Linked DNA regions of Mus musculus: region 2 is linked to region 1. A link is a contact called in public HiChIP or PLAC-seq data. All regions are on one chromosome and are shown on one strand. Each heading gives the region's core, a stretch centred on a gene start, on an enhancer-like site or on the middle of the called end of the contact. The rest is flanking DNA. Distances are from core to core; before and after follow the strand shown. Region 1 holds the start of Rbpms (RNA binding protein gene with multiple splicing). Region 2 overlaps Mboat4 (membrane bound O-acyltransferase domain containing 4).

The links. HiChIP or PLAC-seq counts read pairs in DNA pulled down with a chosen protein or histone mark.
Region 2: a contact with region 1 is called in an H3K27ac HiChIP or PLAC-seq map of embryonic stem cells, with 5 read pairs. The contact joins the enhancer-like site here to the promoter of Rbpms in region 1. A contact is called at or near these places in 2 of 39 promoter capture datasets (the 3T3-L1 cell line and the C10 cell line), 4 of 115 datasets of contacts at active chromatin or transcription factors (embryonic stem cells, microglia and pancreatic cancer cells) and 3 of 9 other capture datasets (adipose tissue, liver and pancreatic islet).

Annotation. Positions count from the first base shown.
Region 1 is chr8:33,928,301-33,933,319 of GRCm38.p6, reverse strand. It overlaps Rbpms (RNA binding protein gene with multiple splicing), which reads left to right and starts at 3,457. Exons shown (of 8, transcript NM_001042674.2): 1 at 3,457-3,844. The coding sequence starts at 3,779.
Region 2 is chr8:34,122,631-34,127,730 of GRCm38.p6, reverse strand. It overlaps Mboat4 (membrane bound O-acyltransferase domain containing 4), which reads right to left. Exons shown (of 3, transcript NM_001126314.2): 3 at 2,546-3,976. The coding sequence ends at 3,013. Among named protein-coding and RNA genes, the nearest start is that of Gm39158, 4.3 kb to the right of the region's middle. Within about 2 kb of position 3,325, at least 108 of the 459 cell types and tissues checked have an H3K27ac peak or open chromatin away from gene starts, as enhancers often do. A contact at or near this core is called in embryonic stem cells and pancreatic islet, where this site is marked.

The DNA of each region.
Region 1 (5,019 bases), core at 2,208-4,707:
ACTATCAGCTACCGTAGGTGAAACTTCATCCTTGAGATAGTAAATAAGTTATAAAGATCACTATAGCCTGGCTGAACATATAACTCCTGAGTCTTCTCTTCCTTCCTCCTTTCCTCCCTCTCCTCCTTTTCTTACAGCTGCAACCAGATTATAAATATTGAAGGTCGGCTTGCAGGTTTTCCTTGGGTTTTGTTGTTTAATACGTTACTGGAATTTTTTTTTTCTTCCAAATAAGTCCATACCATTCCTTTACCGAAAGGATAGAAATGAAATCCTGTCTTCCAGGTGTCGTATTATCTCACTCTCTTACTGCACTGAGACAGTACTCTGCTGTCTCTGACAACTTGATTGCCTTCTTTGTCAATACAGTGGTGTGATTTTTTTGTTTTTGTTTTTTTTTTTTTCGAGACAGGGTTTCTCTTTATAGTCCTGGCTGTCCTGGAACTCAATTTGTAGACCAGGCTGGCCTCGAACCATACTTTTTTTTTTTTTTTTTTTTAAGATTTATTTATTTATTTATTTAAAGTACACTGTAGCTGTCCTCAGATACTCTAGAAGAGGGAGTCAGATCTCGTTATGGATGGTTGTGAGCCACCATGTGGTTGCTAGGATTTGAACTCCTGGCCTTCGGAAGAGCAGTAGGGTGCTCTTACTCACTGAGCCATCTCACCAGCCCTTTTTTTTTTTTTTTTTTTTTTTTTTTTTTTTTTTTTACATTTCATTTCTTGAAATCTTTTTCTTCAATCCTCCTATTGTAGGCAGTGTCTCCATCCAGGCTAGACCTTCCAGAATTTAATTATGACCCCGTGTAGTGACCATTTTTATACACCATCAGGATGTTCGTTTGTTTGTGTTGTTTTGTTTGTTTCGAGAAAGCATCTCTCTGTGTAGCTCTGGCTTTCCTGGAACTTGCTCTGTAGATCATGGGCTGGCCTGGAACTCAGATCTGCTTGCTTCTGCCTCCAGAGTGCTGGGATTAAAGGCGTGTGTCACCACTACCTGGTGTGTTTATTCATTAAAAATAACAGTGCCTGCTATGTGTTAGGCACTGTCCAGATGCTGGGAACACACAAAGATGCCAGGCAGGTTCCCCTCACAGGACTTATTCTTTCTTTCTTTCTTTTTTTAATTTTTTATTATTCTTTCTTACACCAGAGGTTGATAACTTTATAACAAAAGACAAAGTTTTGGTTTGAATTCAAGATAAAAAAAAAAAAGAAGAAGAAGAAAGAAAGAAAGAAAGGAAGAAAGAAAAAAAAATCAGGTTCCATACCTGGAATTAAGCCACTTTTTTTTCCTGGTGAGAGCAGAGATTCTCCCAGCATCCTGAAACCACACAACCTAATCTACCTTCTTGTAAATGGGTTCCCACTGGAACCGTTAAGGACCAGCTTGTCATTTTTTTCTTGGGTCCTTGCCAGGCTCCTGCGGAACAATGTCTCTCTGTGGAGTGTATTCAGGCAGGAATCGCCAAGAAGGGCAAAGGGCTAGCTAGTTCTACTGGCCGGTGCAGCCACCCAAGCCCACCACTCACGTATCGCTCAGAAAGACACTGCCCCCTCGTGGTTCCTCTTATAACTGACTGAAAAACCGGCCGAGCAAAGAGCTGCCAATCAGCACAATCAATAAATCAAAACGCGGACAAAGTTTCCAATCAACTGCAGTTTTGCTTCTGAACTTTTTCTACCGCTGTTCCAAAGACTCTTGGTTCATTTCCTCCCAGAAGGCATCTTGGTTCCTACAGAGAGCAGTGGTATTATGACAGCAACTTAAAACATTATTTTCCTTTAGAAACTTTCCCACGTCTCCAGATCCCCTCAAAGAAAACTTATGATCTAAAACCAAGTATCACTATGGATTTTCACTTCGCAACGCCTTTAAAAGCAAAAGAACGACGTTGCGCGTATCCTGCTTTTTATAATTTGAACCAGGATTCAGCGACTATGTTGCCTTGGAGTTGTTTGGGGTATCTTGTCTCCACAACACTACTTTGAATTGCCTAAAGGCAGGGCCCTTATCTTCAGCTCCCACCCTCTCCCGCCTCACCCCACCCCCAACCGCACACAAAGCGGGGAAGGGTAAAGAATGTGGAGTAGGGAGAAAGAGATAAACAGTTAAACCAAGCCATAAATGAGAAATCGTGATTGGTGCGGCATGCCAGACGAACTTCCTCAGAGAGACAGGCACCATCCGCTGAATCGTGGGTTTTAAATGTCTGTCCAAACTAGTCAAAAGTCTAGGAGCTTACAGGATCTATTGTTGGAAAAGTTCTCTAGGACCAGGAAAATGGAAACTTCCTTAATAATAATGCTAGCTTCCGCCTATTGTAAACCACAATTGTGCAAGTATGGGTGTTAGGAACCTGAGGCTCGCCCCACCTATAATCTCTAAAACCCTGGGATATATATATATATTCATACATACATACATATATGCACACACACATATAATGATTGTAATATATATGTGTGTGTGTATATATATAATCAGTGAAATGGGAGAATATGTATGTGTGTGTATATATGTATGAAATATTTATTCATTTTATAGATGAGGAAGTGGAAGCTATGCGGTCATCCGGTGTTGGGTAATTGCTTTGATTCTCTAGAGATAAATGTCTTGACCTTTGAGGGGCAGTGAGGGATATTTAGTCAACAAGTACATATGGAGGGCCTACTACGCTCCGGGACTACGCTCCAGGTAGCCTACTTAAGTTATGGCAGAGATAAACAGGACGTAGTCCTGTATTCCAGGAAGGGGCTCCCCGTAGAGTGATGTAAACAGACCCGATTCCAGAACAGTCTGGTGCCGGCTGTGCGAGTCTGAACAGGGGCGGCCGGAAGCCTAGAGAGCGATAGCGGCCGAAGTGGGGGGGGCGGGGGGAGGCTGGGAGGTTTCGCTGTACTCGGGCACCCGCAATGGGGTGGCAAGCGGTGTCCTGCAAAAGCGGGGCTCGGTGGTGGGCTGTCCCGCGTGCCCGTCACCTTTCTGCCCGGGAAGAACCGAGTCTCGGCGGGTATTGCCACGGAGGGTGGGTTTGGGTGCACACCCGTCGTGAAAAGCAAGCAAACAAAAGTAGCGCGCTCCAGTCCATGTGCCCCCCACCCCTACCCCGAAAGGCTTGTCCTCGGCTCTGAGCCCCCTCTCCAAGCCCACCGCCGCTGGCCCGCCCAGACGCCTAGGTCCACGGGGTTGGAGAAAGAAGGGGCGGCCCGACCTTCCGCCCGCGGTCCCCGCGGCCTCGTGACCCCGGTGCCGACCCCCCCTCCCCCAAGCCCAACCCAGCCCAGCCCAGCCCAGCCCTGGGTTCGACCGCTCCGCCCCGCGCCCCTCCTCTCGCGGGGGGCTTCGCTGTCCCGATCCGCGTCTCTCTGGGCTGCGTCCGGCCGCGCACGTCCAGGGAGGGCGGAGGGAGGAGAGGAGGGAGGGGAGGAGAGGAGGGAGGGGAGGAGAGGAGGGAGGGGAGGAGGGAGGAAGGCGAGAGAAAGCGCGCTGCGTGCGGCCCCGCTGCCCAGAGCCTGCCAGCAGCGCGTCCTCGGCGGCTCCGGTCCCAACCGCGCCCGCCGCCTCGCCTCCTCGGTCTCGGCCGCGTCCCGACTCCGGGGCTCGCCCGGCCTCTCGGAGGTCCCCGCCCGCCGGTCCGTCTCGGCTCTCCGCTGCGCCGCCCGGCTCCAGCCCCGCAGCCCGCCCCGGGGGAAGGTAGCAGCGGGCGAGCGCGCCCTCGCCCTCGCCTCCAACCCCGCGCCCCAGTCCCGCGCGGCGACGAAGGACCGGGAAGATGAACGGCGGCGGCAAAGCCGAGAAGGAGAACACCCCGAGCGAGGCCAACCTTCAGGAGGAGGAGGTACTGAGGGGGACTGGCTGGGGGGCGCGGGGCGCACGGGCCGGGGCTGGGGGGAGTAGCACGGGACGCGGGCGTCCGGAGGGCGCGGGACTGGGTCCACGCGCGTCCGCCTGCCTCTGGTTATTGCATAAGTTTTGAGGACTTTCCCGAGACTTTTGTAAGTAGAATGCTCAGCTTTGTCTACTCGGGATGTTGAAAGCGGAATCGAGAGCTGACTCCCGGGTGACCTCAGATGATTGGGACCAGGGAGGGTCAGGACTTGGGTTCTTGCGTCTTGCAGCTGGAAATTGGAGGGAGGGAGGTATGGCGAAGGGAGAAACTCTGGGAAAGTTCTCAGTAAAAGATACTTCCGACCCCAGCTCCCCTCCCTCTCTTACTCCCTCCCTCCCTTTCGGTGTTAAAAGTTCTGGGTGAAATATCTTCTTAGCTGAGACATTTTGGATTAATAGATAACTCATAGGACGCATTCTTCTCCGATGAGTCGGAGACCCCCGCCGAACCTGGGAGAGGTCGAATGTGGGGGTGGGGGCGTAGAGTAACAAGGGCTAAAAGCTTTGGGTTCCCCAAAGCAAAGGTGCGTGGAGGGTGTTTTTAAAGGGGGGAAAATCACAACTTTATGTGGCACACTCGGAATTTACAAACAATTTGCGGCTGTGGTGCGTTTCTTACTGAAAACGCCGGTGGTGGACGGGGGTGTACTTGGGGCTCGTGAATTTTGTCAGTTTTGTGATATCCTGTTTCGCCTTCACTCCTGCAAATGTGTTATCTGGAATACAAGAAATTATATTTACCATTTTAAAGGTCTCCCAGAATTGAGTGTGCAGTAGCAGAAACTGCCCATCCCACTATAACGTAAAAAAGTGTTCTTACAGGTAATTTACATCCTAATAAAGGGGACGTACACAACCCGAACTGACTCTAAAGCAGTTAGTATGGTGAGAGTATTGGGACGCTTGTGCAAACTTAAACACAGAGAGTGAAACCAAACATTAAAGAAGAGTATCCATCTACCCAACTCAGACCTGCGTGAACTATCCACTGGTAAAGTGGGAACTGTTTAAATGGGGAAGACAGGAGAGATCGAAACGTATGCAAATCAATGCAAAAATAGATCTTAGCTCAGTTGTGACTTGGTGCCTCTTAAATGAATGGAAGAGTTGAAAAACTGCCTCTTC
Region 2 (5,100 bases), core at 2,076-4,575, 190 kb before region 1:
TGTCACAAATAATGCCTTGGTGTCACATTAGGAAAAGAAATAAATGCACTTCCTCTTGGAGTCGCTTAACCAAGCGGGAGTTGGATTTGGATACTCTGTTGCGCTCCATTTCTTCTGTCCTTTGTCTGCCCCATCAGCCTGTATCTGTGCCTGTCCCTGTGTGTTTGCCTATTTTGTCTGCTTCTGTTGTATGTCTGTGTGTCCAGCCCTAACAAAGGGCTTTGCATGTGTGGAAGGAATGTGACAATTTGCAGAAATCTCTAACAGAGCTTAGAAGAAGTCACTGGCTCCAACTTGTTGGGAACAACCAAAAGAAACTTACTCTAAGTACTACTGTTTCAGACTCCATTTAATCATAGGGAGAAACTAAACTAGGACCTACGGGAGCTGGGGACTTCCCAAAAGCTGAACAGCTTCTGTTGTAAGTTCACAGTTGTCTGAGTCCAGACATCTCAGGGTCAACTTTTCCATCTTGCAGGCAGGGTCAAAGTTCTTGTTCCCAGCCCCAGGAACCAACTCCTATCCCTACTGATGGACACTCCCTTGTTCAACTTATGTTAAAATATGATTGGTCAATACCAGAGCCCACACTACTTCCCCCTTGCTTTATGGTTTCATCCTTTAAATATGCTATACAAGGTCCCTTCAGGGTCATAATTAGCTCCTGAGTCTGTTCTTCAGCCCTGATAGATCAAGAGCAGCTTGATTACCATAAACTTTTGACATCTGCATTGACCTGATGTTTGAGTAATATTGGCTGTAGGTTGGATTTAAGCGGACCCCACAACAAAACTGATCTCAACTGAACCAGACAACAAACATCATTGTTTATCAACCAATATATGGATTATTTCAACCTTTATAGTACATTTTAGGAAGTTGCTTTCAATTTCTGTATTTACTGCTGTGGTACTTTGAATAAAAATGTTCCCCATAGGCCCATAGGGTGTGGAACTATTAGGAGGCATGGCCTTGTTGGAGTAAGTGTGGCCTTATTGTAGAAAGTGTGTCACTAGGGGTGGGCTTTGAGATTTCAGAAACTCAAGCCAGACCCAGTGTCATCTTGCTTCCTCTGCCTATGGATCCAGATATAGAACTCTCAACTCCTTCTCCAGCGCCATGTCTGCCTGCATGCCGCCATGCTTCCTGCCATGATGATAATGGACTAAACCTCTGAACCCATAATCCCACCCCCAATTAAATGCTTGTCTTTATAAGAGTTGCCATGGTTTTTCATAGCAATAGAAACCCTAAAGACAGCTGCTTTTAGCAAATGATATACATGCATTATCTGGGTCAAGGGCATGTAAGGGTACATAACATAAGATTACAACTTTTTATTAGCTTAGCTTGTAAAAGATGTTTACATAGGAAGTCCAAGGCAAGTAAGGTTTGTTCTCTGAAAGGCAGGTTAAATAAACAGCACAAGTACAGAGCAGGATAGCCGACTTTAGTCTTCAGTGACCTCAAGGTGTAGTATTAGCTCGGCTGTGAGGTCCAGCAGAAAGTCCAGTCTTGTAGGGTGCTAAGAGTTGTTTTCAGAACTGAGATGATTACATAGACTAAATTTTTCAAGCTATGGCAAGGGCTGAGTATCTAGTTTGTTATAGCATGGTTGAGTTTGTCAGTTTTGCTTCCTGTCAGGCATACTTTTTGTTTTCTGGTCTGAGTCTCTGTTTGACCCTCTGCAAGGTCAAAGGCTATGTAGTAGCCACCAGCCTCAGACTTGCAGATTTTCCTGTCTAGGATTCCAGAGTCCTGGGATTTCAGTGTTGTGCCACCTTGCCTGACTTATTAGGGTTGAATGTTTCCTAGAGGTATGTGTGTTGGAGGCCTGGTCCCCAGGGTGGCAGTGTTGACAGACAGCAAAACCTTTAAGAGATGGACCCCCAATGGAGTCCTGTCACTCAAAGAGTTGAAGATAGTTTTCATGAGATGTATTTTTCCTAAGAGGAGTGTTAAAGAAAATAATATTGGTCCAGACAGCTCTCTGGTTTACTCCAAGATTTGAGCCATTGTCCCTGTTCGCACTTCTGCTATGATGTGACAGCATCCACCATCAGGGATCAACAGAAGCCAAACCATCAGACTTTGCACTTCTAACTCTGAGACCTAAATAAACATCCTTTCCTTCATAAGTCTGCCTGTCTCTAACATTTCATTATGGCAATAAGAAGTCATTCATACCAGATTGCAATACTTCACATCCCAGAATCAACTGGGCCCAATGGGTACTAAGCATTTAATTTCTGTGCATATAACATCTTCATGCGGTTCACAGTAGTTTGATGTTTTGGTTTTGTTTTTTAAATCTGGTAGTGAGGCTCAAACCCCAGCCCTCCCATCTGCTGGGCAGACACTCACTGAATCACGCCCTCTACTCACACCTGATGTTTTTATATCCAGGCTCATTTCAACCTCACTTCCACATCTAGAGAAGTCCCTGTGCTTCTCCAATTTGTACCTCAGTAACAATAGAATAGCTTGTTAATGCACAAGTCTTAATTACTGTTCCCCTGCTGTAATGAGACACCACGGCCACAGAAACTTTTATAAAGGAAATCATTTAATTGGGGCTGACTTATAATTCCAGGGGTTTAGTCCATTATCATCATGGCAGGAAGCATGGCGGCATGCAGGCAGACATGGTGCTGGAGGAGCTAAGAGTTCTATATCCAGATCGGCAAGCTACAGGGAAAGACGCTAAACTAGGACTGGGCTTTTGAAACTTCAAAGCCTAGTGACACACTTCCTCCGATGAAGCCACACCTCCTAGTCCTTTCAAGTAGTGTCACCCTCTAAGCATTTAAATATATAAACATATGGGAGCCATTACTATTCAAACCACCACAGAAGAGAAACACATCTCTGTGGCCAGCCATCAGGTTTATCCATCCAATACTTAAAAACTTTCACTATGAATAGTTTTAAATACATTATTCATCAAGGCATCTTCTGGCATTTCCTAAGCAGTATTTAATGGCTAGGTGAGATGAAGGGCAGGGAAAGATTTCAGTTACGTTTGTCTTTTCTCTCCGCTAACAGAAAAAGCAAAAGACCGTACATCACAGGGAAGAGACTGTTGTAAGAACAGCACAGTTGGCAGAGAGAGGAAAGGCTCCGGCCCTCCACCGCCAGCATGATGTAGGCAATGATGAGTTGGGTATGAGCCCAAGTGAGGGCTCTATAAAGCAGCCGCAGGGGCCAGGATCTGATACATACGTTGGCAAAAGTGTGAATCAGATAATCGGCTTTCACCATTACAGACCAGCACAGGAAGCCGAACACCTGACCTGGGTGGAGCCCGTGCCACCAGGCAGAGAAGGCAAATGTCTGCAGCAGGGGCCAGCGCCGGCTCTTCCGGAAGACGAGCCTCCTGAGCCACAGAGCTGTGCTTCGGTTCCACTGCCTGGCGAACAGGGAGATCCTGTGGGTAGTTTCCAGGGTCCAAATGTCCACGTCGGGGACGTATCCCTCCTCTCCAGGCCCCTGGCCAGCCTCAGCGCCAAAGCCCGCCGCGTGGAGGAGAGAGTCGTCCAGGATCCAATGGGAGTAATAGGTGAGTTTAAAGAGCCAGGCTGTGGACCACATGAGGTAGATGCACTCCAGCCGCTGGCAGTCATCCAGTCCAGCTCCAGCACTCACCGCGCTCCTCAGCGCCACCTTGAGGCACTCCAGCCCGAGAATCTGCAGACCCCTCCAGGTCAGAGCCCGAAAAGAGATACTCGGATACAAAGAGCTTGATCTTTGAACGCAAGCCTGAAACCTCCGGAAGGAACACAGGGAGCCTCCCAGGAGAGCAGGGAAAAAGAGCAAGTAGCTGAAATGAGGTAGAGCATCCCACAGGTGCTCAGAGAAAGAACTCTTGCTCCTGATGCCCCGCCTCGGGGCCTCCACCTTCCCTTCACAAATGTCCAGTGAGAGGGATGTGACTCTCTGCGTCAAGAGCATGAGGGAAGAAAGAGTGATGTAGAACCTGAAAGACATTTAAATAAACATGTATGTGAAGCCACGCCATATTTATTGTCTCACACTTGTTCTCTCGCCTCCAACCTGCCCACAGATCTCATAGCAAATCACGCTCCACAAACACTCTTAGAATCTTTCAGAACCGTGCATTATTCCAGGGCAAAACCACTAATTATCCCAGGCCGGGTATCACACTCCTTTAATCCCAGCATCTCAGCATGCGGAGGCAAAGGCAGTTGGATCTCTGAGTTCGAGGCTAGCATGGTTTTCAGAGCAAGAACTACACAGTCAGAACTACACAGAGAAAACCTTACCCCAACCCATCTGACTCATATTTATGCTGTCATGTGGTTGCTGGGAATTGAACTCAGGACCTCTGGAAGAGCAGTCAGTGCTCTTAGCCATTGAGCTATCTCTCCACCTCCTGGTTATAATATTTTAGAATAGCTTATAAACGGCTGGAGAGATAGCTCAGTGGGCACTTGAGACTGACAACCACAGTTCAATTCCCAGGTCCCACGTGGTTAAAAAAAAAAAGAAAGAAAGAAAAGAAAAGAAAATGAAAATGAAAAAAACCACCTAACTCCCAAAAGTTGCTCTCTGAACTCCATAGGAGTACTGTGTTGTGTACAACAAATCAATCATAAATAAATTAATTAAAAATGTTCCTTTAAAAAGAGAACGGCTTACAAATATTAGGATCAGACCTGGTGTGGTGACACATACTACATTCAAGAGGCTGGGTCAGGAGGAGAGTGAGTTGGTTTGCCTATACTGTAGAGTAATTTCTAGACCATTCCATACATAAAAAAAATAAAAATCAATAAAAAGAAATTAAGACTGGAGACATGGAAGAAGTTTAGAAATAAAATAAATAAGAATTCGTAGTAAAAAGATGATTCCAGGAAGTTGAATTGTTAAACATAAGCCAGGCCCTGATTATAATATTCCGGTGCCTGGGGGTGCACACTGAAAACGCATCAGGGTGAGGAGGAGGAGTAGCACCTAAGCAGGTAACACTTGTTTTCCACCAGTCTTCTGAACTCTCTCCGTGACACCCTTGGAGACTCTGAGATTGCTGAGGACAGCCAGAGAAAATGACAATCACACTATGTATAATGAAGAAGCCAG